Regions from separate parts of the Columba livia genome. Here region 1 is linked to region 2. Evidence: chromatin contacts called from public Hi-C data. All regions are on one chromosome and are shown on one strand. The core of a region is the stretch at or near the end of the contact, and the rest is flanking DNA. Distances in the headings are between cores, read along the strand shown.

Region 1 (4,889 bases), core at 1,210-3,709, 280 kb after region 2:
ACCTGATGCTTGCACAGCAGAAAACACCTGATTCTGCCTGTGGGTTGATAAGCCAATATCTTTAATCTTTTTTTTTTTCTCTCTCTTGATGACTGAAGCACACACTCTGTGCGGCCCTGTGCTCCAGCCACATTGGTAATAGTAACAAAGCTTTGATGTCCCCCTCATTCAACAGAATGTTGTTTAGTTCAAAGCGAAGAACAGAGGCAATTCTTTGCTTTTAAATTATTAGCTCCCTAAGTCTTCTGTAATGATATAGTTTGACTGAAGTGTGCAGTTTATTAACTACATAAAGACGATATTATTAGAGCGGAGAAAGACAGCCGAAAGTTTTGCCTTTCAGCTCAGCAGCAGGGGTTTTTGATACTTTGATCTCAATCAATGCTAAATGTCTTTGTGAGATAGAGGGAGCAGCAGAAATTACCTTTGGCACCATGACTACATCAATTATTTAGTTCTTTTTCTTATAAATTAAAGTGTTCTTCAACTTTTACCCCAATTTTTTCCTCTTCTTCTTTTTTTTTTTTTTTAATTTTCCCCCCCTTCAGTTGATTGGGGGAAAAGAAAAGCTGACTGGAGGAAGTCTGGCTGTGAACATTAATAAAAATCTCACTGACCTTTCCCAGTGCTGGTCTGGGGTCTTCTCTGGGGTGAGGAGATGGATTCCTGTGAATAACAACAGCAAAAGGGTAGCTTGGGGTAATGTGCTGTTTAACCAAATGACTGCGTAGGTTGTTATTGCAAATTTGTCTATGACTAGCCTATTTTTTTCCCAATACTGCTAGCATGAATGCAGCTGGAAAAATGGGACACCTGATGGAAACAAAAGGATTGCTCTAAGCAGGATTTAAAGTGTTGGTGCTTAATAAAGTTCTTTCCATTGCTTCTAGCACAATGCACAGAGGGAAAGTTTAGGAGCAAGAAGGAGGCCCCATCTTCGGTAAGAAGGAGAAGAAACGCAGGTCTTACAGCAGAGTTGCAAAGAGCCAGACCTCTGTGCCTGCGGCTGCAGCAGCTGCCGACGTGCTACGTATGGGATGCACTCGCTGTTGTTAAAGCCACTGGTGTCAGGTAATCCCACCCATACAGAAGTTGTGTCCAGTCTTGAGTGAGTCTCCCTACAGCCAGTGGAGGGAATGAGCCATTTCCAAAGCTGATTCTTCCCACTCTAAGCGGGGTGACCGACTCCTTCCCCGGGGACAGACAGAACCCAGCACAATGGGACTAGAGGTGAGTGGGGACAACGCAGCACAGCACTTCTGCTGGATAACAACACATGGTGAGATATTTCAGAGGAATTTCTGCTCTTTTAATACTCCAGGGAAGAGACAAGGCTGGTGGCCTGAGAGCAGAGCCAAGGGAGGAGGGTTTCCTGCAATTTTGGGAGCTAGTGGCTAGTGTCCAGTACTGAGGTGTTCCCAAGTGTGTTAGAAGCCACTGGAACCAGAACCTGGGCTGGGAACACAAGCTGCAGGACCACAGAGCTGCTCACGGGCTGGATTCACACCGAGGCTGAGCCCAACGCAGCTCGGTGATTTACAATATCACCCTTTGGCCAGAGAATTTTTTTGTGAGCGAGAAATAAGAGAGGTCTTTGCAGAAATGTTGAAGCATGAACTATGGGAACTTCGGTATATTTATATGTAGAACATGTTAGAGAACAACATAATTCTGTTTTCATGGTGATCAAAGTTTTGCAAGAAGGACGACTTGAGACAGTGTGCTAAGCTGCTATGGCAACATGAATTTTAAAAAGTAAACTGACTTGTGAGAGCTTATCTTTCCCTCTTTAGTGTGGTGCAGAACAGATCTGGGAACCTCTGCCCTAAAAGGGATCCTGTGAGGTGCTCACCTCTGCTTCTGGGCCAGGCGTATTGCAAAATGCATAAAACATATCCCTGGCGGCAAGGGGAAATCTACCCCGGTGACTGGGCTTCTTCCTGCATCCCTGAGGCTCCTCCACCCCAAAAAGCCAAGTCATGGTGACTCTTTCGTAATATCATTGTCATAATTCAGATATTCAGATTTTGGGGTGAACGTACCGTGAACCACTTCAGTTCAACTGACATTCTATTCTGGGACCTGAGGAGGCCGTAACGCGATGCAGCCCTGCACAGAGGTGAATTCCACCCACAGAGCACCGTTTCCCAGAGCATCATGACGTGGGCTCGGTTTACATCTCGCTTTTCAAGCCACCCTCGCAAAATGTAAAGGCGGCGGTGTCAGGGACGCTCCTGACGGCTCCTTTCACAAGGGGATGCTGTGAAGAGCTGTCATGCTCTGAGTCAGCTGTTCCGCCACGGCTGGCATGTCAGGCAGGAAGAGTTTGCTCGCAGAGCTATCCCAACCCCGCCGCCTGCCAAAACCACACGGGGGATCTCATGGGAACAAGCCCTCTCCTGAGCCAGCTGGTCCTTCCTGCTCCTCAGGCCTGATCCTGCTGGATGCTGAGCATTCTTTGTTCCATTTTTAAATTAACGAGACTCAAGCAATGCTCAGGCCAAGACTTCAGAGGGAAAAAAAGAAAAAAAAACAAGAAAAAAACAAGCCCTCAGTGTTTTTGGCACTTGGGCTGTATGTCCCAGCTGGAGAGGAGAGAGTGAAATGTCAGACTTTAAGAGAGATTTGAGAGATGCCGCTAGCGTGGAAAACAGATCTCTGATTTTAATCAGGTTCACTGAGCTGGGTATGTCCCCACATACACTTCTCCATCCACCCTGGCGAGCAGGTCCAGCGCAGCGCGTACCCAGCCCCACGGCACGACCACACAGCAGGGTCACCCCAAAGCCGGCAGCCCCACACCGCGGGATCCCCCTCCTGCCCATCGCCCCAGCAAGGCGCTGAGGTTCACCAGTATGGGACTCGCTCCCATCCTGTCCCAACAGTGTCCCCTTGAGGTTGCTGGCTGAGGCAGCCTGGGAAGAGCCCTCACACAGGCTTGGGGGAACCCCAGAAGCTGCTCTTGCTTTTCAGGCTGGCCCAGGGCTGCAGAGCGAACAAGCAAACAAATCCCAGCAGCCATGGGTCAGCGTGAGCCTGAGCAAAGGGTGGCGGAGGAGCCCACCCTGACGTGGGACCTCCACGGATGGAGCTGAGCACGTTGTAGAAGCACACAGCTAATTAAGCATCTTCCTTCCAAGTTTGTTCAAACAATATTCAAAGTCTGACCACTGCAGCCCCCGCTGCAGCTTGTCAGCTCAGACCTGGAGCAGAGATGAGCCAAAGCAGGGCCATGGCCGCCCCGTGGGTCCGTGCCAGCCCCCACAGCCGCAGGAGGCAGGACCGTGGAGCTCTGGCGAGGGCACGGGGCTTCCTCACTACTGCTTGAGTCTCCTTTCTTCTGTCAGCCAAGCAGCAGGGATTTTTCTGAGAAACTGCCCACAGGGAGCGATCACTTTTTCCAGTCATTAACCTTACACATCCCTCACATTATCGGAATACCTTGGATGTCTAAGTTGCTGCAGTGAGCTAATTCTTCCAGGTGACTCCAGGCAGCATTAAATGGGCTCCTGCACAGCGAGGGGATTTGAACTCGAGAGCTGAAAGCGCTCCCGACTCCAGCACGTCAGGCCTCCGGCTGGGGCCAGACCGTCAGATGTCACCGTGTGAGCGCAGCGTGGTGGCAGGAGGGATCCGGGGCCTCCGGAGCAGCAGTCTGCAACCCGCAGTCAGCAGGAGCATGGGGGGTCCAGGGGCGAAGGAAGGAAGGAAGGAAGGAAGGAAGGAAGGAAGGAAGGAAGGAAAGAAAGGCATGGGGTCCTGTCCCACCAGGGGAAAAAATTGTCAGAGTCCTCAAGTTGAAAGATACTGAGGGAAAAAATGCAGTGCCCTGAAGGGATAAATCTGGGGATGCCCAGTGCTGACCTCTGGGACACGTATGTATGTGTCTGTTTGGATGCAGTTGCACCAGGGCATCCAAGCCCTGAGTGAGCAGCCAGTTTTGGATCCCAAAGTCCTTCCTGTGGTTTAGAGGATGAGCATGAGGCCAAAGAACCACTGAATTCCTTGACAAAGATGGAGAGAGCTTCACAGTCCACCCCCAAGGAGCAGAACAGGTCACCAGAGCCTGAGCTTTCCATCACCTGTGTGTGCCCCACACAGCCACCGCCAGGTCTGTACTCAGCAGCCACAACACTGTGTCTGGAGATGAAACGCTGATTGCTCCAGGCCACTGGAAACAAACCCAGGCATATTTCTACAAATATTTCCCTCTGCGCCTCTTTGCAGTGAAGTGCCACCCCTCACCAAGGCCAGCACACTGAGACCCACCTCTTTGATAAGAGTTTCTTGGTGTGTTCCTTGTGGCCAGCAAACTGCACACCGCTAAAAAGAGGTTCTTATGGGAGCTGGGTATTATATAGCACCAGTTACGTTACTCTTGCTAGGCACATAATAAATAAGAGTGGTGCCCAAGTTCATCACGGAGAATGCATGCATTCATCAGCTTGTGAAACTGGGATAAGATGCACATCTTCCTCAGCAAGCCGAGGCGATGAGGAAGGTGAGGAAGGTGAGGAAGGTGAGGAAGGTGAGGAAGGTGAGGAAGGCAGCTTGGGCAGTGGGTGCTGAGCAGTCCCCCAGCTCTGTGCACATCGGCAGCGCCAAGGAGAAAACCACAGACAACCAGGTTCCACGTTACAGCGTTTACTGAGTGCACGGAGCACGACCCACGTCCCAGCCCCAGACACACGGCTGATCCGCAGCCGCCGCTGGCCTCTGGAGTAGAAGGCAAAGAGGTGACAAGAGGAACCTCAAACCAGAGAGAGAAATATTAATTGTAGAATAGCGCTTATAATATGTACATTATATTGAATATAATATCATTAATTCTTATACACCACAATGTCTTCCTCTCGTGTTTCCTGGATTATACACTACCAGTGTCTCAT
Region 2 (5,222 bases), core at 577-3,076:
TTGATTTTAATACAGTGTCGCTAGTCATTGTGAAGGTGGATGGGCTAACGGGAGGTTTTAATTACTTTAATATGTGTGTGTTTGAGAGTGCTGAAGGGTGTTTTGGATCTTCTGCTCTATCAACCTATCTAATAAAGTCTTATTGTTGTTTTGTTTTCTTCCAGGCTGTTGTGTCACTGTTCTATAGTTGAGAAAGGTCTGTTGACCAGGTGTATCAGTGAAGATTATCTTCACCTATCTGCTATTCTTAATTTCCTTTTGTTCAAATGCTTTATTTATGGCTAAATCTTTAAAAACAAGAAACCCTACACACTTTTTTTTCTGTCCTTGTTGAAGCTGCATTTGTATCCTGTCCTGCACGCCTTTCTTTACCGTCCCCCTATATATACACCACTCGGGTCCATAAAATAGAGCTGAAACGCAACGTGACTAATACCGTCTTTATGACTTGTTCTTTGACGTGTTACTCTCCACCCTGGCCTTTCATGTCATTGCTTTTCTGTTGAGCTGTACATGTAGTTCTTGCCCTTGCCTTCGGGTTTGTGTATTATATGTAGATATACCTTGATCCAACCTCGTATTTTTTTTGATCTTCCCCAAGTCTTCTCCCCTATGGCACGGCCAACCATCACCTTCATTCCTGTTTCTTCTCTGAGTTGCTGGATTTTATCCTTTGCTGTCTCATATGTATAGTAATTTTTCTTTCAAAACCATTCCCTTAGATCAGTCTTCTCAGATAAATTTATTCTAAAAATCTATTGGGAGTTATTGGGTCACGTAGTGACCTAGAGATACAAAGAACACTTTTTAATATACTGTGACGTACACAATATTTCTGGTGGTTTTGTTGGTGTGGGGGTTTTGGGCTGTTTTTTAGTGGAATGCTTAAAGCTTTTGTTTACCTTTAACAATACATTTTTTATTCTACTATTTTTGATCTTTACATCTTGACAAGTATTTTCTCTCGTGTATTTTAAAAGATTTTATGTTAAGATTAGCATCCTTTGTGTGCCGCAAGTTGTTGAGAATCAATTCTTCTCTTTCTGTTTACTCTTTTTAATAACAGGGAAAGATTCAAGTGCAATGAGAAGCCGGCATTAAGATCCCATTCGATGAGTCCTCCTCACCGCACAGATGAAGATAATCTAACCACACCACGCTCTGTAAGATGCTTTTTGTCCTAAAACTTGCTCTAGTTTCAATGAGTCGTTTTTGTCTATCCCCGTAAAGCTTATTTTTAATTGCGTGAGTCGTGATCCCTGTGTACAAGTGCAGACGTCTGGGAAGGAGCGATAGGGAAGACTAAAGCTCATCAAAATCTGCCCTCTGCAAGTGCAGGGGAAAAGAATGTCTCGTAGGATGCTCTCAATCCATCCTGATGGTTGACCTCTGTTTAGTGAAGTGTGTTTCATGTCTGCTGCATTGTTTTCCCTGGGCTTGGCACCCTGACTGTACTGACATCATCTTGTATTTTGCAATAGGAGATTAAAGGAAGTTGCTTAGTTGGCTTCGGCTGCGTGTAATGATGGCTGACCTCTGAAAGAGCGCATTTTGGACCGTTTGTTTTATCAAACTTTCCACAACTAGCATTACGGCTCAGGGAAGGACACTAAACAGACTTCATGTAAAACCCTCTTAATCCAGAATGTTTAATGATATTGCGTGTAGAATCGCAAGCATTTAAATTGAAACATGTATTTGCAGGAGCAAGTTTCAATTTATCAGCTAGGATGTTGTTTTCCTTCGTGAACATGTTCTGTAGCTGTGTAGTGTCCAGTCTTCTGCAGTTCCTTCCCCAGCGCATCTATAAGCGTCCATTCCTCCGTGAAACGCTGAATTTGCCATATGTACATTGTAGGTCTGCACATGTTATTTTATTGTATTGGAGGAACAGTGTGGAAAGTCTGCAGCTCCAAGTGGGCTGTGAGCAATTCGTATAGACTTAATGAGGGCATGAAGTGCAAGTGGGATAAACTGGAAGATGGTTCTGGGGTGTATCTTTCTAAATAACTTGTGTTCTGCTGTGCATTTGGAATAGAGGACTAGCAAGGGGATGCTGCTGACAAGTGGTCTGTGGGCAAAAATTGGATGTCTCTGCTCTAGGCTCTGGTATGAATGTACTTGTGTGTGTGTTGATTTTATGTATACAAATGTAATTAAAAAAAGAAATACCGTAATTAAAAATAAAAAAAAACCAAACCAACAGATGCTGGATTTACTAAATTTCTCCTTATGGGTTTCCTGTTTGTTTTACTTGACTTAAAGAAATACTTCTTATGGAGCATCTATTGTAAAGAAAAGGATTTCCTTCAGTTGAAATCTAGATTTGGGCCTTTAAAGCTTTTTGTTGTTTTGTTTGGTTTTGGTGTTTTTTGTTCCTGGCTCTGCCACGAGCTCCCGGGGCGATGCTGGGCAAATCACTGCACTTCATTGTTCTTTAGCTCCACATTCTGGATTCTGCTGTGATTACAGCTTTAAGTGAAATAATCCTCTCTTGCTTTGCCAAACAGTTTGATGAACATTTGGCTCGCTGGAACAAATAGTGTCTTGTTCTGCTGTCAGTGCCGCACAGATGTTCTGGCATAATTCGGGCCCAGGTAGAGGAACAGGGAGTCTTGTAAGAAACATTGAGCTGCCTCAACCAAGTGTTGATTAACTGAAGTCAAAGCTCCATTCACTGTATGTTCATCATGATTGAGCAGGTTTAAAGAAGAGGTGCCAATACACAAACCTCTTGCTGACAAAACTCAACGAGACAAAGTAATTCCTGCGCTGTTTTTCTAAATAGTGTTACATCCCAGTTCAGGAAAACGTTCTATACCAGCTGCCCTATTTGACACATTAAATACAATCAGTAGTTACCGTTGTCCTGCAGGACAAACTGAAAGATGTATCCTTGAGGAACAACAACCAGAGTTCTTATTGAATGGTGGAAATTCTGCAAAGAGGAGCCCCAGCCTCGAGCTGGTCAGCTACTCCATCCTCTGCAGCTCTCTAACTATCCCTGCCTTGCTGTGGTTTCCTTTAATTATGCTTATTATTATCTTTATTTGGAGGCTGATCAGGTGATCTCTGAATTCTGGATTAGCCACACAAAAGGTACTGTGGAGACAGCTCATTTCTGTAATAAATATGCTGCCTGAAGAATGGAGTGGTTTGGGTTTTGTTTAGTAAACTCACCCTTTATATAGGAGGGCATTGCTTTGGAAATAAATAAGATAAAGAACAAGATCAAAGTGAGGAGGCAGGCTGATTTATCCTCTGAACTCCTTTCTTAGCACGGTATCCTACTATTTAGTTTAAAGCCGTCAGAGGTATGATGGCCCTGTTAGGAAGTGCACTGTAGACACGGCCAAGTCTGATGAGCAGCTTTTGTTCTTAATACTCTTCTGATATTTTATTTGACTTTTTTGTGTTCCAGGAGCATCACCATAAAAAAGCCATGTCTCTGGATGACAGTGACCTCGAAGCACGTCTCAATAGTTGGAATCTTGGGGTAAAATGAGTAGATTTGATTAATAAATACTTGATTAATATTTGCATAACCATTTAATTTTATTAAGATGACTTTTATTTAAATCAAGAAGGGTTTTTTTCTTTTGCGTCTACATTTTCTGCTTGTTCTCACAGGTTGAAAGCTCCTTCAGTTGTGTTTGGGAAAGAGGGCAGCTGAGCTTAGGAGGGATGGGAGCCAGTTTCTAATGAAATACATCAGCTTTGTCATTTTAAAAATAATGTGTTTTCATGTCAGCTTAATCAGTTACCAAATAACCATTATTCTTCCTACACTATTATCAGCCCAGAGGGATATGACAGCATTTAAAACTCTTGGCGTTTACACTCAATGTTTTGCATTGCTGGCTAAGTTCTCTTCGGTAAAGACAGAGATGGTAAGAGGGAATGTGAACTTCTGTTGTGCTGTTCTTGGTGTTTCTCTTGCTGTTTTGGGGCCTGTTCGCATTCCAAATGCAAATTCCATCCTTGCTTCACTGCTGGGAGAGGAGGAGGTTCTTGCCCTTCAGACAATGCAGGAGCCACCCGACTGTTTTCTCCAAATTGGAGGTGGAGATGAGTGAAAATAGGAGTCTGGGTGCGTGGTATTGCTCCTCGGAGCTCCTTGTCTTTTACAGAGTAAAACGAGAACGATTTCTAGCACTTCCAGACTTGGATGAATATGTTTTTCAGGAATTGTAGTTTTGTAAAGTGGGGAGAGTGGATCTCCGGAAAGCTTTTCAATATCTGTCGACTCCAATTTGCAGAAGTGTGGTGCAGCTGTCTGAAAACAAATGTGCAAGCAGCCACTTGCAGATTTTGGGTGTTTAGGCTGCATAAATACCTAGATTATATCAACAGATAGTTGTAATACCTTGAGCTTTTAAAGCTGCTTTTGGGGGGAAACTTGCTAATGGCCATTTTACAAATTGTTCCAATTGATGCTGACAAAGAATCTCTTTATATCCAGTATTTTTATATCAGTTTTGATCTGCCTGCTTGCTTATCTCTTTAATTTTATTTGTTTTTTATTTCTTTTTTCTAATTGAAATTCCAGTTTGCAATCACGTTGTGTTGATAATGGATGGTTATTAAACTGTGATGATCCTCCACTGATATGGGAGCTCTCTTGGATAACAAATTGGCAACCGTGACACATAAATCAATTTTTCCAAGTCTCCTCTCCTGGGATGGTAATTAAACAAGTCACTAATGAGAGACTTTGATTGCCTGATAAGACTTGCTGGGAGTTACCTGAGGCTTGGAGGTTGTAAAAGGGAGGTCTGGAAGTGGGAAAGTGTGGAGTCTTGCATCTGGGCAGGAACAACCCCAGGTTCCAGTATGAGTTGGGGAATGACCTATTAGAGAGCAGAGTAGGGGAAAGGGACCTGGGGGTCCTGGGGACAGCAGGGTGACCATGAGCCAGCACTGGGCCCTTGTGGCCAGGAAGCCAATGGTACCTGGGGTGGGTTAGAAGGGGGTGGTCAGTAGGTCAGAGAGGTTCTCCTGCCCCTCTGCTCTGCCCTGGGGAGACCACACCTGGAATATTGTGTCCAGTTGTGGCCCCTCAGTTCCAGCAGGACAGGGAACTGCTGGAGAGAGTCCAGCGCAGCCACCAAGATGCTGAAGGGAGTGGAGCATCTCCCGTGTGAGGAAAGGCTGAGGGAGCTGGGGCTCTGGAGCTGGACAAGAGGAGACTGAGGGGGGACTCATTCATGTTTACAGATATC

What was found. Hi-C and Micro-C count contacts between places; a contact is called where the count stands out from the background.
Region 1: a contact with region 2 is called in a Hi-C map of liver, with 4 times the contacts expected there. The contact joins two enhancer-like sites. A contact is called at or near these places in 2 of 2 Hi-C or Micro-C datasets (crop and liver).

What each region holds. Positions count from the first base shown.
Region 1 is chr18:11,438,447-11,443,335 of bColLiv1.pat.W.v2, forward strand. RGS9 (regulator of G protein signaling 9) reads right to left here. Exons shown (of 19, transcript XM_065034990.1): 19 at 4,629-4,889. Among named protein-coding and RNA genes, the nearest start is that of RGS9, 32 kb to the right of the region's middle. Within about 2 kb of position 2,460, at least 2 of the 3 cell types and tissues checked have an H3K27ac peak away from gene starts, as active enhancers do.
Region 2 is chr18:11,161,990-11,167,211 of bColLiv1.pat.W.v2, forward strand. It overlaps CEP112 (centrosomal protein 112), which reads left to right. Exons shown (of 26, transcript XM_065034982.1): 6 at 1,067-1,163; 7 at 3,422-3,496. Among named protein-coding and RNA genes, the nearest start is that of CEP112, 11 kb to the left of the region's middle. Within about 2 kb of position 1,827, at least 1 of the 3 cell types and tissues checked has an H3K27ac peak away from gene starts, as active enhancers do.